Regions from separate parts of the Mus musculus genome. Here regions 2, 3 and 4 are each linked to region 1. Evidence: chromatin contacts called from public HiCAR-type and promoter capture Hi-C data. All regions are on one chromosome and are shown on one strand. The core of a region is the stretch at or near the end of the contact, and the rest is flanking DNA. Distances in the headings are between cores, read along the strand shown. Region 1 holds the start of Cmpk2 (cytidine monophosphate (UMP-CMP) kinase 2, mitochondrial). Region 2 holds the start of Grhl1 (grainyhead like transcription factor 1). Region 3 has its middle 26 kb from the start of Gm25564. Region 4 overlaps Kidins220 (kinase D-interacting substrate 220).

The links. Promoter capture Hi-C pulls out the DNA fragments that hold promoters and counts their contacts. HiCAR-type assays count read pairs that join an accessible place to other places.
Region 2: a promoter capture Hi-C map of pre-B cells shows a contact between it and region 1. The contact joins the promoter of Grhl1 here to the promoter of Cmpk2 in region 1. A contact is called at or near these places in 4 of 39 promoter capture datasets (liver, neutrophils and pre-B cells), 1 of 484 Hi-C or Micro-C datasets (CD4 T cells) and 2 of 9 other capture datasets (adipose tissue and liver).
Region 3: a promoter capture Hi-C map of hippocampal neurons shows a contact between it and region 1, with 10 times the contacts expected there. The contact joins the enhancer-like site here to the promoter of Cmpk2 in region 1. A contact is called at or near these places in 9 of 39 promoter capture datasets (the 3T3-L1 cell line, the C10 cell line, cranial neural crest and 6 more).
Region 4: a contact with region 1 is called in a HiCAR-type map of astrocytes, with 5 times the contacts expected there. The contact joins the enhancer-like site here to the promoter of Cmpk2 in region 1. A contact is called at or near these places in 9 of 39 promoter capture datasets (the 3T3-L1 cell line, the HPC-7 cell line, HPC-7-derived erythroid cells and 6 more), 1 of 484 Hi-C or Micro-C datasets (bone marrow-derived macrophages), 2 of 115 datasets of contacts at active chromatin or transcription factors (astrocytes and memory CD8 T cells) and 2 of 9 other capture datasets (adipose tissue and liver).

The regions. Positions count from the first base shown.
Region 1 is chr12:26,467,857-26,470,540 of GRCm38.p6, forward strand. It overlaps Cmpk2 (cytidine monophosphate (UMP-CMP) kinase 2, mitochondrial), which reads left to right and starts at 1,359. Exons shown (of 5, transcript NM_020557.4): 1 at 1,359-2,170. The coding sequence starts at 1,496.
Region 2 is chr12:24,570,941-24,573,624 of GRCm38.p6, forward strand. Grhl1 (grainyhead like transcription factor 1) reads left to right here and starts at 1,347. Exons shown (of 16, transcript NM_001161406.1): 1 at 1,347-1,518. The coding sequence starts at 1,499.
Region 3 is chr12:28,323,194-28,325,877 of GRCm38.p6, forward strand. No RefSeq gene overlaps it. Among named protein-coding and RNA genes, the nearest start is that of Gm25564, 26 kb to the right of the region's middle. Within about 2 kb of position 1,323, at least 6 of the 459 cell types and tissues checked have an H3K27ac peak or open chromatin away from gene starts, as enhancers often do.
Region 4 is chr12:25,033,220-25,035,903 of GRCm38.p6, forward strand. The region is part of intron 22 of Kidins220 (kinase D-interacting substrate 220); the gene reads left to right. Among named protein-coding and RNA genes, the nearest start is that of Gm36236, 59 kb to the left of the region's middle. Within about 2 kb of position 1,327, at least 70 of the 459 cell types and tissues checked have an H3K27ac peak or open chromatin away from gene starts, as enhancers often do. A contact at or near this core is called in adipose tissue and astrocytes, where this site is marked.

The sequences.
Region 1 (2,684 bases), core at 109-2,608:
AGAATGGGAGTGAGTGGGTTGTGGAGCAGAGGGAGGGGGAGGGGATAGGGGATTTTCAGAGGGGAAACTAGGAAAGGGGACAACATTTGAAATGTAAATAAAGAAAATAATTTAAAAAAAAAGAATATCCTAAAAACAAACAAAAAATTGTCTTGCAGGGTTACTTTCATTTCTGTGTCTCTCTGTGTGTGATTGTGTGTGTGTGACCAAAAATATTTATTTCCAACAATTATAATCTGAGACTCTAGCAGGTCTGCCAGGCAGTAATTTCACAGAGGTCCCTGTAGCAAACTGCCGGAGGTGTTGTGTTCCTTGGACAGCTCACTCCAGGGTCAGTTGTGCATTGCATCTTTTTGCTCTACCAACACAACTGACAGTCTGCTCACCCTGGCCTTACACCTTCCTTGTGTGGGGATAAATCTTAAGCTGGGAGCCTCACTGAAACACCTATCTTTACTGTGAACCAGCAAGGTTGAGACGGTCTTAAGACTTCTAAAACATAGCCAACACACACACACACACACACACACACACACACACACACACACACACACACACACACAGAGAGAGAGAGAGAGAGAGAGAGGGAGAGAGAGAGAGAGAGAGAGAGAGAGACAGAGACAGAAACAGAGACAGAAACACACACACACAGAGAGACAGAGATAGAGAGACAGAGAGACAGAGAGAGACACACACAGAGAGAAACAAAAAATTCAAAACAAACACAGGACATTGATGCAGGAAATTTTGATTGGCAATTACTTAATGTGACAACCTGGCCACATATTCCAGTTTGCATCCCACGTGAGCAAAGGGCACCCTGGAGGAGTCCCTCATTTGCAAAGTTGAAAAGCTGCCCAAATACGCTTCAGGCCTGAAGTTACTGCAAGGTAAATTGAGGCCAGGTACCTGAAGGAGGTCAGGTGCCTGTGGACAGGTGGGTCATGAAGCGCTCTCTCTCTCTCTCTCTCTCTCTCTCTCTCTCTCTCTCTCTCTCTCTCTGTGTGTGTGTGTGTGTGTGTGTGTGTGTGTGTGTGTGTGTGTGTGTTGGGGGGCGGGGGTGGTGGTGGTGGTGGCGGCGTGTTTTCTTGATGTGATCCCTTTGCGCCTCTGTCTCCAGCTCCCCAAGTCCTCATACAACATAAGTAAGTATCCTAGAGTTCCAAAACTGGAGCTAGGATCACCTGCCACTACAGAACCAAGCCAGACAAAGCTGATTCCTCAGGAGAGCCTGGAATTCTCAAGAGCAGGCGTTGCCAGGGGACCACACCAGTGTTAGCAACCCGCCAGAGCCCCAGGGCCAGAATTTCCTAACCGCTGCCGACAGTTAAAGGCGCGGCTGTGGTGGGAGGAGAAGCCCAAGCCCGGGAGTAGCTCGGCCACACTGGAGGTCTCAGCCACAGCTGCCTTCACTTTCGTTTCCCGGGGATCCTGGGTCTGTGGTCACCGCGGTTTCGTTTCCGAGGCGTGGCGGAGGGCGCGGCCCGGGACACCCATGGCCCTAATAAGCCGCCCTCGAGCCCCACTGTGGCTCGGGCGTCTGTCGCGGAGGCTGTGCGGGCGACACCAGGCCTGCATGGGGACCATGGCTCGGCCGCGGCGCTTCACTGTGGAGCTGCCAGATTGCTCCCTGACTCACTTCGTCCTGGGGGATGCAACAGACCACAGGGATGCACGCCTGGCAGAGCTGCTCGGCCCCCCAGGGCGCAGCTACGCGCTGTGTGTGCCCCTGGCTCCAGGCGAAGGCTGCGGGCCCCGGGTGCAGGCGGCCCGGGTGCACCATCGCCTGCTGCAGCAGCTGCGCCGGGGTCCTTTACAGAGATGCCAACTGAGCAAGCTTCTGGGCTATGGTCCGGGCGATCAGGCCGGCGAAGCCCAGCATGGCTTCCTGCTGCGGGACCCTTGCGACCACCCGGACACTCGGCGCGACTTGCTCCAGCTTCTGGGCTCCTGCCAGGAGGCGGCGCGCCCGCAGTTGGCCGAGTTCCAGGCCGACTCCCAGGGTTTGCTGTGGCAGCGTCTGTGGGAGTTGCAGGGAGACAGGCAGGTGCAGGTGGACTGCGCATGCGTCCTGCCGGCACAGGAACCTCATCTGCACCCATTGCTGCCAGATCTGCTTAACTCTGCGGTGTTCCAAGACCGGGACGCGGCAAGGGCTGTCTTGGAAGAGGTAAGAGTTCTTTCCCTTGGGGACTGAGTGGAGCTGGGGACTCAGCACTTTGGTTGGCCAATCAAGTGCTTTCGGCTTGGTTTGTTTATTCTTATTCACGAGCCAGGTGGTGTAGGCAACACAGGTAGGCTCTGTGTTAGACACGGATGCTGCCTTCAATATTTCGTGTGTAGGTTTCTGTCAACTTAGTGGCTCGTGCATCCAACACCTACCTGGCTGAGCAATGCTTTCTGCTAATACATTCATTCTCAAAAGCCTGCAGGGGGAGTAGAGTCCCCTGGAAATCAGGAGAAGGAAGTCAGCTAGATAAAGGGATAATTTGCTGGGCATTTGCTACCAATCTGGGATCTTGTGGTGCAGGAGATGCTATGTGCATCGGAGAGTGTAAGAGCATGTAAGTATTCAACTGGTTTGTGGGCCATATGCGGTCACTCAACTGCTCAAGAGTTTTTTGTTTTTGTTTTTTGTTTTTTTTTTTTTTTGCTTTTATCCCCCCATATCCCCAACACACACA
Region 2 (2,684 bases), core at 97-2,596, 1.9 Mb before region 1:
TCTAACCTGCCCTTTGGGTCTCAGAGAATCCTGTTCGTTTGAACACAGAGGCATCTAGAATTCAAACCCTTCTCAGTGTCCCATCACCCCGGGTCATGCTTCTGGCTACTATTTATCTTTTGCTTGTCTCTTTTGAAATTGCCTCCTGCTGATTCCCTACCATTCAGTGACCAGATTATTTGAAAACACGAGTGAAGTCTGTCTATGCCCTACCGCAAGTCCTTCAAAGCTTCCTCACTTAAGGCCTTACAGAAACCCGCGGGGCTCTACAGTTTGCACCAGTGCCCAGTTACTCTCTGGCCACACTGCTTTCCTAGCTCCTCAGTGGACACACTCGTGTCTCCTCTATCACGGTCTATAGCTGTGCCTTCACCCTTATGCCCACCCCCTCGCCATCTACATCTTTAAACCCAGAGAGCTCCACTCTACTTTCCCCATCCACCTGCAAAGAGTGCCATCTCTCTCCGCACACCAAAGGAGTCACCGTGACTCTCAAAGTAGGACGCTCTAGGAGGCAGGAAAATTTGCCTGCTCTGTCTCTGCCTTGTCCTCTCTGTCTAGGTCCCTGTCTCTACTGTTGTAGGCCTGAGGCTGAGGTTAAAGAAACCGACCCATAGGAAAATGGTTTAAAAAGGGGTTAGGATATGGGAGGAAAAAGTGGAAGCCAATCTGGAGCTGGCCAAACAGAAAGACCACACAGGTAGTAGGTAGGGGTTGAGGATGCTAAAGTCCAAATATAGCGCTGGGCAGATGAAGAGCCAAGCAAGTTCAGATGCCCTCAGGAGGCTGGTGGGGACCTCTGGGGCTTGGGAAGGTGTCTTAGAGTGATGCTTTTGACACTTGATAGGTGCCCAATAAACAGGGACCGCTGGCCGGGGAAACGTGGGTTATTAAGAGGCTGTGCAGATTGGCGACTGTCACATGGTGGGCACTGAGAGATGAACCAGAAGGAAACCTCCAAACCTGCACAGCTGCAAAGAAATTCCCTAGGTATTTCCCAGGCAGAGGCCTTGGGGCCGGAGAACTGACCGCGAGAGAGAACTGGAAGGTGAAACGCGCCCACGCGGGTGTGCGCCGAAGCCTCTCGGCGCCGGCGGCACTACCGGCCGGCGCCACCGGGGCCAGCCGCGCGCAAGCTCCCCAGCGCCGCTGAGCACCGCCGAGCACCGCGTGGCCCCCGCCCTCCGGTCCGCCCCCAGGCTCCTCCCCAGAGCTCCATCTCACCAATCAGGAGGAGCTCCCTCCTCCCAGTTCCAGAAGCTCCGCCTTGGGCCGGAGCTCCGCCAGCCAATGGGAGGCCGAGCCCAGCGCCCAGTGCGCGCAGCCCGCGCCGAGCCGGCTCAGAGCGAGAAAAGCGAACCCAACCCGTCGGGGCCGCCGCTCCGGACCCACCGCCTGCCGCCGCGCGCCGCCCGCCGCCGCCTCCTCCCCCCGGATCGGGTGTACTGTCCCAACCCGAAAGTCCAGTTCTGCGGCCCGGCAGCGGCGAGCGAGCGCGATGACACAGGAGTACGACAAGTGAGTGAGGCGCGGGCGCGAGTCCGGCCAGGGCCCGGGGGCCACCGCACCTGCCGCGGCGACGGCGCGGGTTCCGGGAGCTGGGAGGACAGGCTGGGTGGGGCGAGGCTAGGGGGTGGGGGGGGACACTCGGCCTGTCGTCTAAGGGCTCCCGGGCTCCCGGGCCCCGCGCTCATGGACCGGTGGGGACGGGTGGACCCTGGGCAGCCTCCTGTCACCTGCGGAGCTGCCGGAGCGAGAGATCTAGGGGAAGGTTGAAGTGTCCGCTGCCCGCGCGTTTTCTTCACTCCGGCTGCTGTGTGAGAAATCTGCTGTGGGTGTTCTTGGGCCCTTGCATCACCGATGGTAATTACAGAAGACTATTTTTGCCGTTTGGGAATATCAAGAGGAAGAAACTGCACGCAGGGTGATAAAGTTAGAGACCACTGTCGAATCGGGATTGCTTTTTAGAGTTTGGGACATAAGAAAGCAGCGAGAAATGTTCAGTGATGATGTAAGATGTGATCAGACGTTGGCAGGACTTGTGTGGGGGCAGTTCTCGATTTTACTCGCAACTTTTCTATAAATATGAAGATGTTCTGAAAGATCAAGTCTGTCTTATCTCGGCTCAGTAAATCTGGAGTGAAGAATTGGTTTCATAGTTAACTTGTTAAGGGTGGATTTTTCTCATGCTTGTTTTCTGATGAAGGTTAGCTGAGTGTGGAATCAGTAAGAGATTAATCTTGTCTTGTAGAAAATGAAGTTCAGGTAGTGCTCGGCTTTCCTTTTAGAATCCTGACCTATAACTCTTGAAGGTCTGAGGCTCATTTGAAAACACCCATGAACCTTCAGGGCCGGAGCAACAACTTGCTCTTCTTGAAGAAGTGGGCTGCAATTGTTCATGTGTTTATTTCTCTACTTACTGACTAGGCAAAAGTCCCAGTGCCAGCCTCTTGGCCTTAGGCATACTTTGGAAATATAAAATGCCTTCAGGGTAATTGCAGACATAAAGCCACTTGGAAAATATTTATTTTCTGATGCTTGTACCAATGTTGGATGGGATGGGAGAAGGGAAGCTTGAAAAACTAGCATTACGACTGTTGAGCGAGCCAACTGCTGTCAGAGTCTTCTGGAAGTGGCTATTAGACTATTAATAATAGCTCAGCAGTACACCAGAGACTCTCACC
Region 3 (2,684 bases), core at 73-2,572, 1.9 Mb after region 1:
AAAAAATAAAAGCACCATAGGCCAATCTAGTGAGAGCATTTTCCTTACTGCAGTTCCCCTTTTCCAAATGACTTTGACTTGTGTCAAGTTGACATAAAACATACCCAACACCCCTATTAAATGGAGAGGAGAAAATGGAGAGGAAAAAGATTGTTTATATATGTCAGGAAAGCTGGCATTTAGTAAAGTATCAGCATTTTAATTAGAATATTTAATATCCAGGGGACAAATGAAGGCAGTTTAGATTTCGATTAAGTTGATAGACAGTGGTGGAGACACAACAACAAGAGATAGCCCTAAGTTCATCTGAATATATGAATTTTAATCTTCCTGATCAAGTTTGATGATCAAGAACTGAGTTTAGAATGTCTATAGTAGGTGTTTAAGGAAAAACAAAAAGGACTTATCTTACCCACATTTTCTTATTTTTCTGACACAATAATGCATGCTAAATGTTTTTGAGAAACTTTTGTTTGTAAGTTAGGAAATCACAGATTCAAACACAATTCATACGTTAAAATAATCCTGGGGGTTATAGGTCCACCTTCGAGAGCTCTGAATTTCTGAATCCTTTAAGGGCATTTTCTTTGACCACCAGAGCAGGCAAAGCTTGCTTTGACACAAGCCCCTGCCAAAGGAATTTCAGCAGGACAATGCTTTGTCTCTTTGATTGACAGGTTTGGGCTGCCTGTGGCTGACTGCTTGCACACATTTACCTTGTTTATGTTACAAGAAAGCAAGCAGCCACACATCCTTCTGTGGAGACATCAATAGTGTCTGCATTTTCTGGTATGTCCCCTACCAGGGCATCTTCACAAAGATGGGCATGTAGCCACAGGACCCTGAGTGGCTGAGAGGAGGCAGAATTAAATGAGGCCCTCACAGGATCTTGTGGGGCTTCCATTCTGTCTCAGTGGCATTGTATTCAGTTGGGGAGCTATTGTGACATTGCCTCTCCACCCAAACTTCTCATCAGTTGTAGGTTGTATCAGAGCACTGCAGAGCACAGATGTGCTGGGAGATTCAGCTTGGAGGAATTGGCCATGAATGCTAGAACTATGTCAGGCTGCTCTAGACACAGACCTCTTCCTTAGAGCCAGTTCATACACACAAACCACATTCCTTGAAAAGCAATTTTCCTCACTCCTCTACCCACCCCTGGCTATGAAGAGTGGGAGGGAGTAACATCTTTTCTGCACACCTACCTGGTAACCCATCACAGAAATGTTTCCCATCTGCTTCAGTTGCAGTCTGATGGGTAGGTGATTGTTGCCACCCCGCCCTGGCAGAGAACTACCCTTCAGCTGGTGGAGAGGAAGGCCCCTGGCCTAGGACATGAAGATCAGTGTGAGAAAGGAAAGACCTGAGGAGAGTTTCCTGTGACCAGGCTGTGTTCTGTCTCACCTGTGCACTATGAGTTGCGTCCTAGCTGCACACCCTTCCTGAGGGAGATCTGATGACACAAACACACTCATCACTGGAAGAGCTCCCATGTCAAGGCCACAGATCAAAATGACCTCACAGATATCTAGAATAGTCAACACAATTGATATAAAATGCACTTTTATCTGAGCAGCACAAGAAACCATTTCTAATAACAGAATATACTTTAGATCATAATGCAAGTCTTAATAAGTACAAACAAATCAAAATCATATTGTGTATCTTACCCAAATGTAGAGGAATGAAACTATGAATCAGTAACAAAAGACACTACACAAATACTTGGAGGCTGAGCAAAATATTTGTGAATGAAGAGAAACACAGAAGAGATTTTTGAATCCCTTAGGATGGGATAAAAATGAAGTACAGATTTGCCAGCATCCTTTGAATACAGTGGAAGCAGCTGCAAAGTTTACAGCATGGATGTTGATAATTAAAAAGCACATCCTGAACTCTATAGAAGATTCAAGATGGCAGCAGCTGCTGCTGGTACCCCAGGGAACCCAGAGCAGCTTGGAAGGTATAGGAGCGGCATGGGAGCCCGGCTACAGTGGACAAACAACATGTTATTATTGAATAGGGCTAGTCCTTGGTCTGCTGGCCAGCCCAAAGAACAGGGGCACTACTGCTGCAGCTTGCACAGAGGCAGGAGTGGGCAGAGGCCATGTGGATGTCTCTGTGTGGTACATGCACCCACCTGAAGCCATGTTGATTGATGTTCATGGCCCATGCTGCTGCCATCAGAGGTTATGTTCAGGTCTTTGTTCTGTGCTGCCACTGGAGCTTGTGCATATGTCCTTAGTTGTGCACCCACCTGAAGCCATGTTGATGTCTGTGGTCTGTGTTACCATGGAAGGCCATGTGATGTCTGAGTTCAGTGCTTTTACCTGAAGCTATGTTGATATCAAGGACCACATTGATGTATGTGGCCTGTGCTGCCACCAAAGGCCATGATGATGTCTCTGGTCAGTGATACAGCCAAGGGCCGAGGGCCATGTTGATATTCATGGTCTGCTGCTACCGGAAGTCACACAGATGACTATGGTTCATGCTGACATCACACACCATGTAGATGTTCATGATCCATGCTGCTGCTGGCTGTTATGGGCAAGGGAGTTTATTTTGCAGTGGTAGTGGATGACTTCAGGATCACAGTTGAGAATAAGAGACACTGAAGGCTTCTCTAATAACCTTCCCCAGACACAAAAAAGAAACGGTCTAAAAAGGGAGCCATTAAAGAG
Region 4 (2,684 bases), core at 77-2,576, 1.4 Mb before region 1:
ATGAGTTGTGTGGTATCTTTTGTTTCTGACTCTGGCATTACAGTGGGTGGCTTTTGTTGTTTTTTCCTTCATTGCTAGTGATTGAACCTAGGGCTTTGTGGGTGCTAAGCAAGCACCCTTTCATGAAGGTACATCCCCAGCACTGAGTGGGCCTTTCTGTCTGTATTATTGTGAGGGTCGTCTGGAAGTTAAGTTTGTCTCAAGTGTAATACAGTTCCAAGGCAGATGAGAGCTTATAAAGATGTTTGGATTGCCTAGCATTCGTGAAACCCTGGGCTTGATCATCAGTGAGTGAAAATTGGGAGGTGGAGTGGGGTGGGGGGGTAAATCTTAATTTTAATTCTTTATTGGATAATCACATTATTAGATGACCAACTTCAGAAAAAATATAATGTCCGTTTCATAAGTTATACATTATGGACCTTTAAGATATAAAATTTTCCATTTAATTTTGAGCCTTACTTTGAATAGAATTGACAGGAATGACTTATGTAAATTCTGCCAAGTAATTTATTTGTGTCTTCTATAATAAAGCACTGTCATTTATCATCAAAATGCTTTAACTTACATGGATGTTGGCATTAACAAGTGCTGTTCGATCAGTGGCATCAAAAGAAACTACACTCAAGCTTCCTGGGAGCTCAGTGATGCCTGTACTGTAAAAATGCTTTCTGTGGGCCATTTAACTGCTGGCAACTTTAGTTCACATGATTCCTAGTGCTGAAAATTTAAATTTGCTCTTAATTGAAAAGTGAAGTTATTTAAATTCTTTAAATGCTAACCTTTGGAAAAAATATCTGAAAAATAAAAGCCCATATGATTTTGATGGCCCACTGCCAAAAGATTATCATTTACATAAACGTCTCTTTTAACAGAAGGGCTTAATGCATTGAGCTCAAAAGGTTAGAATAGAGACTCCAATCTGGAGAGCAGCAGTAGACGTTTGGCTTGTGAACAGCCGCATTGTTCGCCACGCTGAGAACACTGTTCGCATTCAGGCTGAAAGCAACGCTGGCATTAGGATTCGGTTAATTTGTTTCATGTGACTTGTCAGCTGTGTGTTTTTATCTAAATCTTCCTAGCCTCTTCTTTTTGTGTGTTACACTTCTGAGAAATGAACTGCCTTTTTAACTGTTTCATTTCTAGTGTTTTTTCTACGTTTGCAAATGATACCATGTGATCGTTTTCCAGGTTTTCATTACTCATTAAATGTACTTAATAATCAGTGAGGATGCTGTTTTACTTTATTGAAAGCAATGGTATCTTAAAGAGCTTTGTGCTGTGTGCATGTTTGAGTCTGTAGCAGGAGTCTGTGAGACTCACACAGAACTGCTCGCCCTGTTTTCTCACGAGCACCCATTCTTTCCTTGTTTGCTAATTTTGTTCTCTGGATCTTCCCTCAGATGACTTTTAATATCTGGCTACCAGCCAAGTACTGGGTCTCAGCAATAAAGTGCTGATCCCAAAGAAAAGATGCAGCTGTTGCTAATCTTAGGGTTCCATCTCACTTGGGAAGAGCAGGCAAATGTTCTTTCCCCTAAAATGGAGCCCTAGTGCCACCCAGGAGCACAGGCTCTTGAGTAACTGGCCAGTGCTGTGAGGAGAGCTTCTAGAGATGCTGTTACCATAGGAAACGTGTGCGGAGGCTGTGCGGTCTCATGGCTGGCGTTTGCCTAGGTCTGCAGAGCTGTCCTCCCAGTCAGAGAGGTGGCCATGCCACCACTAGGCAGGTTTCCTCCAGGTTCATCGTGGTCCTGTTACTCTCCTCCTCACCTCCCCAAGTTCCCTGGGAACTGTGATCTGCTTCCTTCACACTGGCCAGATTCCTTACTTAATATAGCTGATTATGAGGTTTGCCCCTGTCAAGTTCAACACAGTCTACTCCCTTTTCCTGTTCAGTTGTATTCTGTGATATCAGCCTCCATCCACTCTGTACCCATCACTTAGTGGACACTGGCCCTTCTCCCAATTCTCCTGTCCACCTGTTTGAGCATCTCCGTTGTGGTTTTCATTGCTTTATCTCTGGAGCATTCGCTCACACATCTCAGATCAGCTTACTTACTCCCTGGTGGTTAGTAGGGAGAACCCAGAAGAACTGGAACATTCTGGCCATTTGTTTACTTTCAAGACAATTTCATATTGATCATTGTAACATTGTCTAGTAAGTGTTTTTAATGACTAAAATTCACTTATTTTTACATTTGAGAATTTCTGATTGATTCAAAATTATTTATGGTTTGAACTCATATAAATATGAGTTTATATATATACACACACACACATACATACATACATACACATACATACAATAAAAGAGTACAAATATATTACTATATTTGATTGACTAAATCTTATCCTTTCCAGGCTACCTTCTGTGTTTTATCATATCTATTATACAATAAGCATATATTAGTTTTACAATAGAAAATAGCCTTTTATAAAGGAAAAAAAACCTGTGCTGACACTTTTTTAGTTTGTGTGATTTATTTAAAAAGCTTTTTCCCTGGGGGAGGGGGGGGGAAGAGCCACGGTGTCACATTGAAAAATCCCAGGTTGGGCCCCCAATGGAGGAGCTAGAGAAAATACCCAAGGAGCTAAAGGGATCTGCAACCCCATAGGTGGAACAACATTATGAACTAACCAGTACCCCGGAGCTCTTGACTCTAGCTGCATATGTATCAAAA